Regions from separate parts of the Drosophila melanogaster genome. Here region 1 is linked to region 2. Evidence: chromatin contacts called from public HiChIP or PLAC-seq data. All regions are on one chromosome and are shown on one strand. The core of a region is the stretch at or near the end of the contact, and the rest is flanking DNA. Distances in the headings are between cores, read along the strand shown.

Region 1 (2,872 bases), core at 242-2,741, 79 kb before region 2:
TGTGATTAAATATTTTTCGCATCGATCCCCTTTGGATTGGCTGTGTGTGATTATTATTGTTATGCGGCAACAAATTTCGCTGTTTTGTTTTTAGTAATTATCGCAATAACGAAATACAGTTGTATTTTAATTTATTTATATTTATTTATATGGCTCATAAAAGTGTTTTCACTCTTATTCCACCTACGGCCCAATGTTGCAAATATTTTTGTCGCTGGAGATAAAGGCAGATAACTGACTGAGCAAACAGCTTGGAAACCAAGGCACACGAAAACAACCCCAAGGTGGTAATAAAGACCGCGAAAAAATCCTGCAAACCGCACGATAAATAAAGATATTGACAATGAAACATGAAAGATTCTGCAGCGAGGGCTAATAGAAAATGGTTGAAATTAGGAAGTGTGCTTGGGGATTTGAATAAACAAGCTGGGCGGCGGCAAGTTCGTGGGAAAAGCGCTCGAAAGTGGCACGACCTCATCAACTAACTCGCTTTGAAGTGTTGAAGTCAGTCAGCCTGCACTTCTATTAATAATCCGCAGAACTGGCGGCCCTCGGCAAACTTACGAACGCACAAATAAACTTTTTAAATTTAAAAATTCATCAAACTTTCAAGCCGGGCCGACAAGTCAAACAAACTAGATGAGCTCTGGGAGGGGTCAACATGCTAAAAAAAAGTATATATATGTATATAAATAAATGAAAAAAAAAATTACATTAATCCGTAATCGAAAAACTTGACTCCGATCCGGAAAAAAGTTTTCGCTGTGCGTTAAAATACATAACATTTGTTGTAATAAGCGATTTACGACTATGCTGCGTAAAAAGTATTTTTTAACTACAAAATTTCAATTATCTTCCTCTGTTGGGGATCGTCCGGTACGAAAACAATTTGAAATTTAAATGCACCGGAGACAAAGTTCTCTTTTCCCCAAAAAATTATGTCAAGAAGTGGGACAGGCAATATGTTGCCCAAAATAAGTGAGGGCAGACCGAAAAGGGAGTGCTTCGTGCTTGCATCAAATTGAGATGAGAAAATAAAATTCAATAAACTCTTGTTAAGCACGCAGCGTTACAGCAGTAGGATAGCGGGAAGGGGACAGCAGCTGCGTGCTCAGAAACAGGACAACGTTTTAAATATTGACAGCTAGAAAAGGGAGTCCGTTTTCCGCCCGTCCTATCTCTGGGATCCCTGATGACGAGGCTGCCGAGTAAATAGATAAATCAACCCCAGAGACATGTACACCAAGAATTTTTGCATTGATAAAAGCTGGAGCCGACTCACCGGTGGGCAAGGGGGTGGGTGGGTCCTGGAGGGGGACGGGATATATTGCCTAAGCATTGTTATGATTTATCCGGCCCTCAATCGATTTTCGTAGCACACTTTTTGGTACTGACGAAATTTCATTTCTACTGATGAGTTCTCTTGTGATTGCGCTAATCTGGGAGTCCGCAACATATGCTAAGATTATTGTGGACTGTCGCAGGGGTAAAGTGAGGCACTTTATGGAAAATGTAAACTATGTTTGTTGAAACAGGTTTATTTCTTCGCTGCTTCACTGTGCCTTGGCTTGTCGTTGCTATTCGCCTGTCGCTGACAAACAAATTAAAAAGTTATGACTAAAACGTTTCGCGCTCGGCAATGAAATGAAATTTATTCGCTCGGACAACTTAGCACTGTTCAGCACTCAGCTATGCCGCTGGCTAAATTTAAATTGCTTTTGTTGCGCTTTTGTAGTTGCTGCCGCTGCTCCTCTTTCTGCTTCTGCTTCTGGTCGCGCTCCTCCGGCAACTGATGATGATTTTCCTTTTTGTGAGCGCAAGTTTTCTTTGTTGTTTGCACAAATAGTTTTTGTCGCCCGTTCGCAGCCATAAAAAATACCAGAATTTCTTCTAAATAACAACGCGGCGCGTGGGAAAAGATCCTTAAAAAAATAGTAAAAATGTGTGTAGCTCCGAATTAAGTTTGCAGTTAAACGTCCACCGCTAAGCGCATTAGGAGGAAAGTTTTAGCAACCGATGGCGCTTCCAGCTTTCCCTTTATTTCGAACCGAACTTTTTGGAAATCATTAAAAGCTTAAATGCGGCGACCACGAGCATATGAATATGAATATTGAATGTGTGCGACGGAATGAGTGACTGACGGAGGAGAACATTAAAAGCAAGCGGGCCCTTCAACCCCCTAAGCCAACTAGCGAGGTTGTAACTTTGGCTTTTACGAGCGCAAAATGTTTGCCCTCCAGTGTACTAATCCACCGAGCACACGAGCTCACTAGCACACCAGGAAACTAGCAAACTGCCAAACTAAAGAGTCTGGCAGGAGCATGTGAGCATGTGAGCAGAGGCCAAAGCCCGAGACCAACTCGGGCACTCACTCAAACTAGCGACAAACTAACTTATTAATATGCGATGCACACTTTGTTGCTGTATTAATTGCAATATTAAATTTCCACTAATACTCGCTTAACAGGGTCAGGCCAGGACTCGCCTTCTTTATACACTGGGAGAAGAAAAACAATGCTATTTGGATATATACAATGTACGATTTCATTATTTCAAAACCATGGTCGTATATACACCTAGTCTAGTACTTTCTAATCAAAGCTTCGGAATCGAAACGCTCCTTTAACTCTGAAGTCTTTTTTCGCAGTGTCCGCTCAACTTGTTCTGCTTGAAAAGTTTCGCCGCAACTTTTAGCGGAGTAAAGTGAGTTGAAAACACCTAGAACAAAGTAATTATTACATGTTTACGTGCGCCAGGATCACGTATCCCTATTCCTTTCGCGGTACTCATTCTGCCATTCTTATTCCTATCCCGCTTCTGTTTACTGTGCCATTTGAGAGATGGTTTCATTCGGCATGCGGCACGGCTGCGC
Region 2 (2,700 bases), core at 198-2,697:
AAATAATAATTTTAAAGGCAGTTAAATCAACGCGTACGTAAACCTTTTGTGTGTATGTATATGTAAATGTTGTTAAACTAGCGCAAATTATACAAAACCGACATGTATGTATTGAACTACAAAAAACAGGAAACAGGAAATTAAACCAATTTTAAGCTAAAAAGTATAATCTTAAAGTATGTATCAAAACACAAAAGGTAATAATATATTATCATAGACGTACTGGTAACGAAAGACATACGTGTTTTAGCAAGAAAACTGAAAGATTTTTTGATAATTTTACAAGGACCTCACAACGGACAACACACACAGAAGCGAACAAATATGGAAGTTTATATATATTTAGAAAGTGAAATTATTTGTATGTTGGAGCAAAGAACAAAGGAAATGAGATGAAGTAATAAAATGCAAAATACAGAAATGGTTAAAGAATCAACTAAATGTAACTTACATGATATGAATTTAGATCGTAAGCATGAGTAGAAGTGATCGTAATTTAAAATTAATACAGACACAGTGGAAACAATTAAATTACAATACAAAATTAACAAAAACGGAAAAAATTAAATGAGTATATCTAAACGAAAACGTGTACGAAAAGCAACAGTAAAATATTGTAAAATGTAATATTTATTATAACACTATATTTACAGTTATAAACAAACGCGCAGGCAATACAGAAATATGACCGAAGTGGGCAAGCGGATCACGTCAGAAAAAATTTGTTTAAATCAGCTCACTAGAAAAAGTCGACAATGACTACCTACTTTTTCATATAACACAGAACGCTTAGCGAACATTTTAAAGCCAACTCTAGCGTTTCATGTGCATACTGCAACTAGCTCTCCAAATAATCTTAACCTTAAATCTATTTATCCTACCTATATATGATCTATGTCTATCTATAATATATTTATATATAAACAATTTACACGTTTTGTTAGAGCATCTAAGCAAAATGAAGCGAAATGATATAAATCTATATCAGACCCACGACTGCTAGAATTTCATACGAGAACTCTTGACAAATCAAAATTTCATAAAAGTATTTAGCGAACTTACTTCTACAACTGCATAGAGCCGAAGCTACCCAGAATACGTTAACGATTCCAGTTGGACCCTTTCACAACAACCACTTCTACTAAACAATCAGCAAAGGTTAAGGACGGGGATCAGATCGGTGTCCTTGCTGATCGTTGGTATGCAGCGTTCAAAGAGTAATCAAATATTTAGCCCAACGATAATATAGATACAAAGGCGCTACTGCGTGCAAATGTTGATAGTAAACACGACACCGAGCAGCATACGAATTAATATACTTAATAGAGAATATAAATCAAATACTATCATAAATATACATTCAATCCAGATACAGTAACAAATTGCGAAGTCGGAGGCGAGAAGTCAGATGCGCAAAGTAGGCAATGCTAATTGACAAACAGTACACAAAAAGTATTACTTTACCATGTAGAGAAACGACTAACAATTAATTTACACTTAAACTGAAGTCTCGTATTGAAGAACCGATTAAACAAACAGAATCAAATAAGAACGAGTTGCATTGGCCGAAGTCAAAATGTCGAAACCAATGTGATCTTGAACGGCTTAATCGCAGGAAGTAACATAATTCAATCGGAATAATTAGTGATGAGGTCTTAGAAAAGCCAACAGTTTTATGTTGTACATTAATAGTTGCAAGAAGAAATTTTACCGTAATTCATAGTGAAACAAAAAGCGAAGACTAATCGAAAGTTACATATATACAAGGAGAGCACATGTTCGAATGTTGTGAGCCATGTGTGCCATGTGTGTGTGGTATAACACACGCAGGCTTATCTATGTGCTACTTTAACAGTTAAATGAAAACAGATATATGTGTATTGTACTATATGTAATTGTAGGTATAACTATACATTAGTGTCGACGAGAACGCAGCACATTATTAGAGATATACCGATTGACTAAACATGGAATACCAGAGTTAAAACTAATCACAAACTACAATCAAGTCAACGTAAAGATGGGAGAGAAACAGTTTTGAGTTACGGAACTACATGCACAACATATTTGACATGAACAGAAACATATCAGCATTTTTTGACACATGAAAAGTTTATTTAGACCCCACCTTTTGTTGTGTAGATCCCTTAATTTATGTTATTTCCGCCTTACTTGAGACCGTTATTTTTCAGTATTGTCCAAATACACAAAAGGGATGCATTATAGAAGCAGTGTTTGCTACAAATTGTTAGTTCGGCAAAAGTAAAAAAAAAAAATTATTTATTTAAGAAGTAAGCATACGCTGAAGTCATAGATGGAAGCATAGGGAAATTTTTCGGAATATTAGAAGAGACAGACGATAATACAACATTAAGCAGAGATGTTAATATTCATTTGTACAGAATAGCAGTTTGTCTTTGTTGTTTTTTTATACAGAGTAATTATCTTTTTGTCGCTCAGCTTCAGTTGAGATATCCTTTGTAAGCAGATAATATGTTGTTTATGGCGAATTCAAATAACACGAATCAAAAACGTATGTTTATGGTTTTTTTTTTTGGTTCGTAAAATTAGACCAACTTAGAAAACGAGTATACTATACATTACCTTTACCTATAGTTAGCTAAATCTGTATGTGCTTCACATGATGCTTTTGCCCTAATTGTTTTCCACAGCATTTTTGAGACCACTTAGTAAATCATA

What was found. HiChIP or PLAC-seq counts read pairs in DNA pulled down with a chosen protein or histone mark.
Region 1: a Psq HiChIP or PLAC-seq map of the Kc167 cell line shows a contact between it and region 2, with 4 times the contacts expected there. The contact joins two enhancer-like sites. A contact is called at or near these places in 15 of 107 Hi-C or Micro-C datasets (the S2 cell line, cellular blastoderm embryo, embryo and 7 more) and 2 of 6 datasets of contacts at active chromatin or transcription factors (both in the Kc167 cell line).

What each region holds. Positions count from the first base shown.
Region 1 is chr3R:31,927,205-31,930,076 of dm6, reverse strand. The region is part of intron 4 of heph (hephaestus); the gene reads left to right. Among named protein-coding and RNA genes, the nearest start is that of CG2003, 49 kb to the left of the region's middle. Within about 2 kb of position 1,491, at least 30 of the 39 cell types and tissues checked have an H3K27ac peak or open chromatin away from gene starts, as enhancers often do. A contact at or near this core is called in the Kc167 cell line, the S2 cell line and gastrula embryo, where this site is marked.
Region 2 is chr3R:31,848,133-31,850,832 of dm6, reverse strand. It overlaps a transcript of heph not described here. Among named protein-coding and RNA genes, the nearest start is that of RhoGAP100F, 37 kb to the right of the region's middle. Within about 2 kb of position 1,447, at least 4 of the 39 cell types and tissues checked have an H3K27ac peak or open chromatin away from gene starts, as enhancers often do. A contact at or near this core is called in the Kc167 cell line, the S2 cell line and gastrula embryo, where this site is marked.